2 separate regions of the Macaca mulatta genome follow, and region 1 is linked to region 2. The links are chromatin contacts, called in public Hi-C maps. All regions are on one chromosome and are shown on one strand. The core of a region is the stretch at or near the end of the contact, and the rest is flanking DNA. Distances in the headings are between cores, read along the strand shown.

Region 1 (5,459 bases), core at 599-3,098, 270 kb after region 2:
TGTGGTTGGGAGAAGTGATCAGATTTGAGATACAATTTGCAAGTATAGCCCCTGGGACTTGCAGATGGATTGAATGTGTGGAGTGAGGGAAAGAGAGGAGCTCAGGGTGACTCCTGGGTTTGGGGCTTGGCCGATGCTCTCCCCGAGCAGCCTGAGTTTCCCTGTGATTCATTTCTGGTACACCAGCCATAAAACAAGGTCCTTGTAACAAGTGACAGAGACAATCATGGTGCTGAGGGAAGGAGGGTGAAAGTGTATGGGGCCCACTCACCTTGATGACATTCCTTGTGCTGAAGCGGGTCCTGGTGACCTGGTGCCAATAGTGCCGGACCTGCCAGACCAGAAAGAGGCAGAGGACAAGCAGGTTGCCACAGCACTGAGGGTCCCTGCAGCTGTGATCCTGGGAAAGCAGGCCCTGCACTGGCTCCCACTCAGGGCCATGGAATGGCCCCACCACGGCACAGGCACCCAACAGTGACAACAACATGGCAAAGTTTAGACCAGGCAGATGGTGTTGGGAGCTAGGGGGCAGACCTGGCACATCTGATGCAGCCAGCTGCAGTAGGATAGCTGCCACATCATAGCACCCCTGTCACTGAGGCCACCTCACAAAGCGGGCTGATGCCCCATCCTCAACTCTGACCCTGGTGCCAGGGCTGGCTAGCATGCTCTTGGTGCAGGTAAGGACAGTATTGGGGAATTGCTCAAAAGTAATTAAGAGGAAGAACTTGTTTTAAACAACCCCATCCTCTGGAATGAAGAGATTAAGTTCCCTGAATGTGTGATGGGGTTATATAACCTGCAGTCTGCTTGATTTCTTTCTTCCTATGAGATACTTGGATCTGCCTGTCCTTCTATCTATTATCAAACATTTAATAAACACTGTATTGAATACAGGTATTATTGTTTAACCACTCAGCATCCCTTTCTCGTTGCTTGCAGTATCCTGATTTCCCATGGGGTAATTACTTTTCCCATCTTAGGATCAGTGTTGGTGGGAAAATAAATGCTACCCTGAAGACTCTTTTACCCAAAGGTTCTATTCAAAATAAATATCTGAGCAGGCAGGGACGTCAGCCAATCATAATGAGCCAGGACTTAACCGTTTAGTGGCTGAATTTTTTTTTTTTTCAGACCGAGTTTTGCTCTTGTTGCCCAGGCTGGAGTGCAATGGCGCAATCTCTGCTCACTGCAACTTCCGCCTCCCAGGTTCAAGCGATTCTCCCGCCTCAATCTGCCGAGTAGCTGGGATTACAGGCATGCGCCACCACCCTCGGCTAATTTTATATTTTTAGTAGAGACAGGGGTTTCTCCGTGTTGGTCAGGCTGGTCTCGAACTCTCAACCTCAGGTGATCCGCTCGCCTCAGCTTCCCAAAGTGCTGGGATCACAAGCGTGAGCCACCGCGCCCGGCCTTGTTTTGTTTTGTTTTGTTTTGTTTTGTTTTTTTGGTCTTTGAGTCTTGCTCTGTTGCCCCAGCAGGAGTGCTGGAGTGCAGTGGCACGATCTCAGCTCACTGCAGCCTCCACCTCCGGGGTTCAAGCGATTCTCCTGCTTCAGCCTCCCAAGTAGCTGAGTTTGCAGGCGCCCGCCACCACGCCTGGCTAATTTTTGTATTTTTAGTAGAGACGGGGTTTCGCCATGTTGGCCAGGCTGGTCTTGAACTCCTGTCCTCAAGTGATCCGCCCGCCTCGGCCTCCCAAAGTGCTAGGATTACAGGCATAAGCCACTGCGACCGACTGGTGGGTTATTTTTTGAATCTTTAATTCATTGTTTCTGCCAATAATTTGTACTGGACAGCTCATAAGAACGCCAAAGTACGTTCCTTCATCAACACAGAGCCAGTTTCCGCGCCAGTGCCCCGTAGGGGGCGGGGCCCGCTAGCTCGCTTGCGTAGCGTCATCTTTGCTTCCTGCCGCGCGGGGCCGTTTCCGCTGCTGCTTCAGTGAGTTTTTCCGGTGGAGGCGAACGCTGCTCAGAAGTCGGCTGCGCTCTCCTAGAAGTGCCGAGCCCGCGGAACAGCAGCCATGGTGAGTGCGTGCGCCGGCCAAGGGACCGGGAAGCAGGAGACTCGGGGTTGCGTTCACTCCCTGGCCTGTTAGATGAAGGCTTAGACCCTGCGCCGTCTCATCCGCCGGCGCTGGGTCTTAACCGCCGGGCCCTGAGTTAGAACTCCAGCAGCCGCGGGTTCCCAACAGCCTGGCCCGAGGTTAGAACTCGAGGTTAGAACTCAGGAAACCTCAGGGATCCCCGCTGCTGTGGTGCTTTGCCGCACGATCTGTTTGCGTGGCAGAAGGTCTGCGGCGAGCGGAGGGGGCATGGCCTAGCGGGAGAAAGAGACCAACCCACGTGGGAGAGGGCAAAAAGTTGGGTGAAGAAAATTTGGCTCCAACTTTTTTTTCCCCTTGTTTCTTTAAGTACGAAATCTACGATGGCGTGGGACCCTGGGATTCGGATCAACCTCTCCTACCCACCCTACCTCACCCCACCCCCGTTGCTGGGGTCCAGGAGATCTCCTGTGGGTGTGCGCCTAGTGCTCGCCGCGAGTCACACGCGCCAGGGACCTAGAGGAGACTTTGGCAATTGGGGGCTGTGGGGAACATGAAGTGAGCGCGACTCACGGCCTGGAGCGCAGGAAGGGCTTCTCCCGCAAGGTGGTGGCTTCAAAACCCAGAAGTCTGGTAGCACCACGTGCGGCGTCTCTGAATTCTTGGTCGTCTCTGACTTTTAAATATCTAGGGAAAGTTCTAAAACGTGTGTCCTGGCGTAGTCGTTTTGGTTGGCACTTGGTGAGGAGGGAAGAATTTGCAAAGCACTGTAACGTTTATAGTTAATCCTTCCAGCGGAGCTTGGATCCCGGCGGTAGCACTCCCCCCAAACCTCCTCCCATGCATTTTGAAGCTTAGTGCGTGGCTGAGCCTAGAACTCGAAGCTTTCAAACTCAGTGCTCGCTTTTATGCAGTTCCCTGAAACGTTTTGGAATCGGATGGTCTCAGGTTGAACTTTGCAGTTTTCCTCAACTGTAAAATGGGAATGACAGTGCATCAGGATGTTGTGAGGATCAGATGAAATAAAGCATGTTAAACATCTAGTCCTCATGCTTGGCACAGAGTGAGCACGCAGTATTTGTTGTCCAATCAAAACCTTGCAAGTTTTGGCTGTCTGGTGTACAGGGAAACCAAACTGATCACGCTAGGTACGGATTTAGGTTGGCTGGTGGTATGCTATCATTCATTAATTTATTTAACCTCTGAAGAAATTGAAAGGCGAATAAATACACCCTAAGCAAGTTTCAATTAGTGTTTATAAGCTAGGTAGTTTGGTTTTAAAATTGAGTTTAACTTTTTGTTTACTAATAGTGAAACATTTAGGTATTTGATGGCTGTTCAGATTCCTGAAGTTTTCCTCTTATGAATTTGATATTTATTGAGAGTTGAGGATCCTGATTTCCAGAGAATGGGTTGTTGGAAACAACAGCAATTTTAAAAGTTTTTTTAAATTGACATATCATAGTTGTATGTACTTTGGGGGTTCCACATAATATTTTTAAGTATATCTATTTTAAAATGTGGGACAGGGCCAGGCACGGTGCCTCATGCCTGTAATCCCAGCACTTTGGGAGGCCAAGGCGGGTGGATTATGGGGTCAGGAGTTCAAGACCTGCCTGGCCAACATAGTGAAACCCTGTCTACTAAAAATACAAAAAAATTAGCCAGGCGTGGTGGCGGGCACCTGTAATCCCAGCTCTTTGGGAGGCTGAGGCAAGGAGAATCGCTTGAACCTGGGAGGCAGAGGTTGCAGTGAGCCAAGATCGCGCCACTGCACTTCAGCCCGGGTGACAGTGTGAGACTCCGTCTCAAAAAATATAAATAAATAAAATAAAAGGTGATAAATTATTAACCAAAATTTCCAGCCGGGTACGGTGGCTCACACCTGTAATCCCAGCACTTTGGGAGGCCGAGGTGGGCGGATCATGAGGTCAAGAGTTCAAGACCAGCATGACCAACATGGTGAAACCCCATCTCTACTAAAAATACAAAAATTAGGCGGGCATGGCGGTGCATACCTGTAATCCCAGCTACTTAGGAGGCTGAGGCAGAAGAATCACTATATCCGGGGAGGCCGTGGTTGCAGTGAGCTGACATCGTGCCACTGCACTACAGCCTGGGTGACAAAGCAAGACTCTGTCCCAAAAAAAAAATAAAATCCCTACTGTAGTATCAAATAAAACATATTTGTATGGCCGGATGTGGTGGCTCACACCTTTAATCCCAGCACTTTGGGAGGCCGAGGCAGGTGGATCTCGACTCACTGAAACCTCTGTCTCCCGGGTTCAAGCGATTCTCCTGTCTCAGCCTCCCAAGTAGCTGGGATTACAGGCACGCACCACCACGCCCAGCTATTTTTTGTTTTTGTTTTTTAATAGAGACAGGGTTTTGCTGTGTTGGTCAGGCTGGTCTCAAACTCCTGACCTCAAGTAATCTGCCTGCCTCGGCCTCCCAAAGAGCTGGGATTACAGGCGTGAGCCACCGTACTCAACCTAAACAATTTTTTTTTTAATTAGCCAGGTGTTGGCCGGGTGCGGTGGCTCACGCCTGTAATCTCAGCACTTTGGGAGGCCGAGGCGGGCGAATCACAAGGTCAGGAGTTGTAGACCAGCCTGGCCAACACGGCAAAACCCTGTCTCTATACTAATAATACAAAATTTAGCCTGGCATGGTGGCGCATGCCTGTAATCCCAGCTACTCGGGACGCTGAGGCAGGAGAATCTCTTGAACCCGGGAGGCGGAACTTGTGGTGAGCTGAGATTGTGCCATTGCACTCCAGCCTGGGCAACAAGAGCGAAACTCCATCTCAAAAAATAAAAAATAAAATAAAATAAAATTAGCCAGGAGTGGTGGCCCACACTTGTAGTCCCAGTTACTGAGGTGGCTGAGGCAGGAGGATCACTTGAGCTCTGAAGGTCGAGGCTGCAGTGAGCTATTGTCATGCCACTGCACTCTGGCCTCAGTGACAGAGTGAGACCCTGTCTCAACAACAAAAAGGTAATTATTTTTTTATTTTTTTTTTTTTTGAGTGGAGTTCCACTCTTTCACCCAGGCTGGAATAAAGTGGCGGGATCTCAGCCTACTGCAACCTCCACTTCCCAGGTTCAAGCCATTCTCCTACCTCAGCCTCCAAGCAGCTGGGATTACAGGTGCCTGCCACCACGCCCGGATAATTTTTGTGTTTTTAGTAGAGATGGGGTTTCACCATGTCGTCCAGGCTGGTCTTGAACTCCTGACTTCAAGAGAGCCACCCATCATGGCCTCCCAAAGTGCTGGGATTACAGGTGTGAGCCACTGTGCCTAGACTGCCCCAGCTAAGTTTTTAAATATTTTTAGAGTTGGGGGTCTCACTGTGTTGCCCAGGCTGGTCTCAAACTTCTGGCCTCAATCAGTCCCCAGCCTCAGTTTCCCA
Region 2 (4,764 bases), core at 963-3,462:
CTCAGTCTCCTGACCTTGTGATCTGCCTGCCTCAGCCTCCCAAAGTGCTGGAATTACAGGTGTGAGCCACCGCGCCCGGCCTATTATTATTATTTTTGAGATGGAGTTTCACTCTTGTTGCCCAGGCTGGAGTGCAATGGTGCAATCTCAGCTCACTGCAACTTCTGCCTCCCGAGTTCAAGCGATTCTCCTGCCACAGCCTCCCAGGTAGCTGGGATTACAGGCATGCACCACCACGTCCCGCTAATTTTGTATTTTTAGTAGTACAGACGGGGTTTCTCCATGCTGGTCAGGCTGGTCTCGAACTCCTGATGTCAGGTGATCCGCCTGCCTCAGCCTCCCAAAATGCTAGGATTACAGGCGTGAACCACCGTGCCCAGCCTGCTCAGCTAATTTAAAATTTTTTTTTGCAGAGATGAGGTCTCACTATATTGCCTAGGCTGGCCTCAAACTCCCAGACTCAAGTGATTCACCCGCCTCAGTCTCCCAAAGTGCTGGGTTACAAGCGTGAGCCACGGTGTTCAGCTTGCTTTATTTTCTTGTCATAGTGCCTACTACTACTTGATTTTCAGGAAGTCCTCTCCACATCCCATGCCATGAGGAATCAAAGCCCTATCTGTGCTGAGGGCAAGGGTTCTACGGGGCCATTTACTTCCTGATCTTTCCAAGCAAGACATAGTTAGTTTAGTCTGCAGTTTGAAGGATTTAGGCTAGACAGTGTCTCTGCTCTCCCAGATATTACAACAATGAGCACACTGTCATCATTGTCTATCCCATCCTCATCACACTAAGTTAATGAATAATGTCTGATTCAACTGTCTTCCCAGGGCCGGGCATTGCGTCTGGGCATAGGAAATGATGAATAAATGACTGCTGAGAATGAATGGATGAATGTAATCCATCCATTCACTCAACAAATATTTATTAACTATGACATACCAGGCACTTTTAGAGTGCTGGACATACAAAGTGACAAAGTCTCTAACTGCTTGTTTCTTACATTTTAGATGGAGAGACAATTAACAAGTTACTATATAACTGTTGGGAGAACCAGTTCGCAATGGGCCCTGGGCGTCCCTGCATGTTCTTGCTGGGTATGCCAAGAAAGCAAGACCCCGACAGCTCTGTACCCAGGCTGCGTTTGCAGCAAGGAACCTTGAAAGATGAGCTAAAGTCTCCCACCCGACAAAGAACAGCATGCTCACCACTCGCTATAAAAGCAGTAAATTGGCAGGGCCTGCTGATGTGCATCGGTAGTCCCAGCTATTCAGGAGGCTGAAGCAGGACTGCTTGAGGCCAGTAGTTTAAGAGCCGCCCGGGCAACATGGCCAGATCCGCTTGGTGGCACTTGCCTGTAGTTCCAGCTACTCAGGAGGCTAAGCCAGGAAGATTACTTGAGCCCAGGAGTTTGAAGCTGTAGTGAGCTATGATCATGTCACTATACTCCAGCATGGGCAACAGAGTGACACTCCAACTCAAAAAAAAAAAAAAAAAAGGCCAGGCACGGTGGCTCACGTCTGTAATCTCAGCACTTCAGGAGGCCGAGGCACGAGGATCACTTGAGGCCAGGAGTTTGAGACTAGCCTGGGCAAGCTGGGGAAATCCCATCTTTACTAAAAATACAAAAATAAATCAGGCGTGGTGACGCACGCCTGTAATCCCAGCTCCTCTGGAGGCTGAGGCAGGAGAATCGCTTAAACTCAGGAGGCAGAGGTTGTAGTGAACAGAAATCGCGCACATTGCACTCCTGTCTGGGCCCCAGAGCGAGACTCCGTCTCAAAAAAAAAAAAAAAGTACTGTGTATGAGCATGAATGAACGAAAGTGTACAAAGAAATCACTACAAATCTGCTTACTGTGGAGCATGGAACAAAAGGCCTGTCCACCACGTGTTCCGCGGGTGGTGCTGGAATGCCCCTCAGAAAAGGAGATAAACGTTCGGTTCCTTTAAGAGGCCCAGTCCCGTCCCGCGAAGCCCCGCCTATAAGGAGGTACGTGCCCCCAGGCCGCGCTCTAGGGGCGGGACTCAGGGCGGTTTGAAAGATCGGCGCGCACAGCAGGAGCGGCGGTCGGCCTTGAGGCTGTGATGTCGGTGTTGAGGCCGCTGGACAAACTGCCCAGCCTGAACACGGCCACCATCTTGGTAGGTGCCGGCGGCCCCGCTTCCCCCGCCGGCCTTTACCTCCTGGGCGGCGCTTCAGCCACTAGGTCAACTGAGCTCCCTAAGGCGCCGAGCCAGTGAGCGCTACCGTAGCGGGACGGGGAAAAGGCGGAGAGCCACGCTTTGAACCAATCGGAGTAGCCGCTCTCTAAGGTTGAGAGACGCACTCACCAATAGGTGCTCGGCGGGCCCTTCCCATCTTCTGATTAGCGGGTTCCCGCGCCTGGATTTGGTTTTTCCGCGTCTGGGGGTCTGGCTTCCTGGAGAGGCCGGCGGTCTAAACGAGGATCGGGTAGTAGAGAGTGCGGTGCCCACAGGCCTGCAGCGGGTCCAAACCTCAGGACCCCAGCCTGTGCCGCATCGCGGGGTCCACTTCTCGGGAAATGTCCTCGGAGCCGCCTGCTGGCGGCGGCCCGATCTCCCCGGGAGTGGGTCGAAGGGCCAGGCCCTCCCCAGGGGTTGCTGTGCCTCTGGCTCGACGGTCCGCTCTCTCTCCCTGCGCAGCTGGTAGGCACGGAGGATGCTCTTCTGCAGCAGCTGGCGGACTCGATGCTCAAGGAGGACTGCGCCTCCGAGCTGAAGGTGTAAGTAGCCGCGGCTGTGGCCTGGGCCCACGTGTCTCTCACTCCAGAGGGATTCAGTCCTAGCTGCTAAACCCCGAAGCCCAGCGCCCCCTCCTCTGAGGCTGGTCCTTCTCCCAGCATGCAGCGTAGCTGGCTAGGCCCATGCCGTCTTATATCCCAACCTCCCCTTGCCGAGGTGGTGACTAAACAGAGGCCCTTTCTGGCAGAGGGAATCAGACAGGAGTAATGTGAATAGGACCGGCCGAGTCCTGCCTCTGTGCTGGCCCAAGGAGTTGTGGCCGCAAGAGCCTCGGGTGGCTAGGATGAGGTGGGGAACCCTTGACGGCCTCTTTCCCCATGAAGGGCACCATTTAAACGGTCGCTGTGAAGGCGGTACGCTTATCTTGAGTCCTGCAATTTCCTGTTTTTCAGCCACTTGGCAAAGTCCCTCCCTTTGCCCTCCAGTGTGAATCGGCCACGAATTGACCTGATCGTGTTTGTGGTTAATCTTCACAGCAAATACAGGTGAGAGCCAGAGGAAGGGGCAGTCAGGGCTTAGGCAGGCCTGGCTCAGAAGTGTGCTGGGAGAGTGACCTAACTTGTGATGGAAGTGGTGAGGATGGGAGAGGCTGTCTGAGGTCAATCCTATAGGGTGAGGAAAGAGGAGGCAGTGGCCAGTGCACAGTGTTTAAAAGACAACGGCCAGGCACAGTGGCTCACACCTGTAATCTCAGCACTTTGGGAGGCCGAGGTGGGCAGATTGCCTGAGACCAGCCAGGGCAACACGGTGAAACCCCGTCTCTACTAAAATGCAAAACATTAGCCGGGCGTGGTGGCTTGCGCCTGTAGTCTCAGCTACTCGGGAGGCTGAGGCAGAATTGCTTGAACCCAGGAGGTGGAGGTTGCAGTGAGCCGAGATCGGGCCACTGCACTCCAGCCTGGGCAACAAAGCGAGACTCTGTCTCAAAAAAAAATTAAAGTCCACCTATAATAAAGAACGAAAGCATAACCTTTGCAGCAACCTGGATGCAGCTGGAGGCCATTATGCTAAGTGAATTAACACAGGAGCAGAAAATCAAGTACTACATGTTCTCACTTGTAAGTGGGGGCTAAACATGGGGTCCTCATGGACACAGAGATGGCAACAATAGACATTGGGGACTACTAGAGCAGGGAAGGAGGGAGGGGGCAACGATTGAAAAACTATTAGGTCCTATGCTCAGTACCTGGGTGATGGGATCATTTGTACCCCAAGCCTCAGCATCACATGGTATACCCATGTAATAAACCTGTACATGTACCCCCTGAATCTAAAATAAAAGTTGAAATTATTTTTAAAAAACATTAAAGGACATAATGGGGCATGGTGGCTCATGCCACTTTGGGAGACCGAGACCGGTGGATCGCTTGAGGTCAGGAGTTTGAGACTAGCCTGGCCAACATGGCAAACCGTGTCTCTACTAAAAATACAAAAACTAGCTGAGCGTGGTGGCATGCACCTGTAATCCCAGCTACTCAGGAGGCTGAGGCAGGAGAATCACTTGAACCTAGGAGGTGGACATTGCAGTGAGCCAAGATCGCACTACTGCATTCCAGCCTGGGTGACAGTGAAACTCCATCCCCCCCCCAAAAAAAGGACAAAGTATTTCTCCAGAGAATGTCACCCTCTTGTCATTCTCTGGCCTCTAGGATCAGAGAAGCAAGGGCTTCTGCCTTCTCTGTTGTAAAGTTTTGTTCTCTGGTGTGTTCTCTCACTCTGGCCTGGCCACCCCAGCCTCCAGAACACCGAGGAGTCCCTGCGCCATGTGGATGCCAGCTTCTTCTTGGGGAAGGTGTGTTTCCTTGCCACAGGTGGTAAGTACGTCCTTCGCCTGTTACCACCCACCCCCAGCCAAGGGAAAGCTGGGGCGGGGATAGGCTTCTCGCTGAGGCACCCTGGGTGATGGAAAGAACATGTATTTTACACACACTGGGGCCTATCAGAGGATGGAGGGCAGGAGAAAGGAGAAGATCAGGAAAAATAACTAATGGGTACTAGGCTT

Evidence for each region. Hi-C and Micro-C count contacts between places; a contact is called where the count stands out from the background.
Region 1: a contact with region 2 is called in a Hi-C map of fetal cortical plate, with 3 times the contacts expected there. The contact joins the promoter of LOC712231 here to the promoter of SMIM45 in region 2. A contact is called at or near these places in 5 of 14 Hi-C or Micro-C datasets (blood, cortical neurons, fetal cortex germinal zone and 2 more).

Annotation. Positions count from the first base shown.
Region 1 is chr10:9,820,872-9,826,330 of T2T-MMU8v2.0, forward strand. LOC712231 reads right to left here and starts at 1,849. Exons shown (of 3, transcript XM_015150470.3): 1 at 272-1,849. The coding sequence starts at 487. It overlaps SNU13 (small nuclear ribonucleoprotein 13), which reads left to right and starts at 1,944. Exons shown (of 4, transcript XM_015150469.3): 1 at 1,944-2,029. It overlaps LOC144331642 (a long non-coding RNA gene), which reads right to left. Exons shown (of 2, transcript XR_013398984.1): 2 at 1,944-3,659. LOC144331638 (a long non-coding RNA gene) reads left to right here and starts at 2,418. Exons shown (of 4, transcript XR_013398978.1): 1 at 2,418-3,717; 2 at 4,046-4,295.
Region 2 is chr10:9,551,386-9,556,149 of T2T-MMU8v2.0, forward strand. It overlaps SMIM45 (small integral membrane protein 45), which reads right to left and starts at 2,213. Exons shown (of 2, transcript XM_077949549.1): 1 at 1,353-2,213. CENPM (centromere protein M) reads left to right here and starts at 2,022. Exons shown (of 6, transcript NM_001194334.2): 1 at 2,022-2,141; 2 at 2,664-2,743; 3 at 3,155-3,247; 4 at 4,497-4,576. The coding sequence starts at 2,085.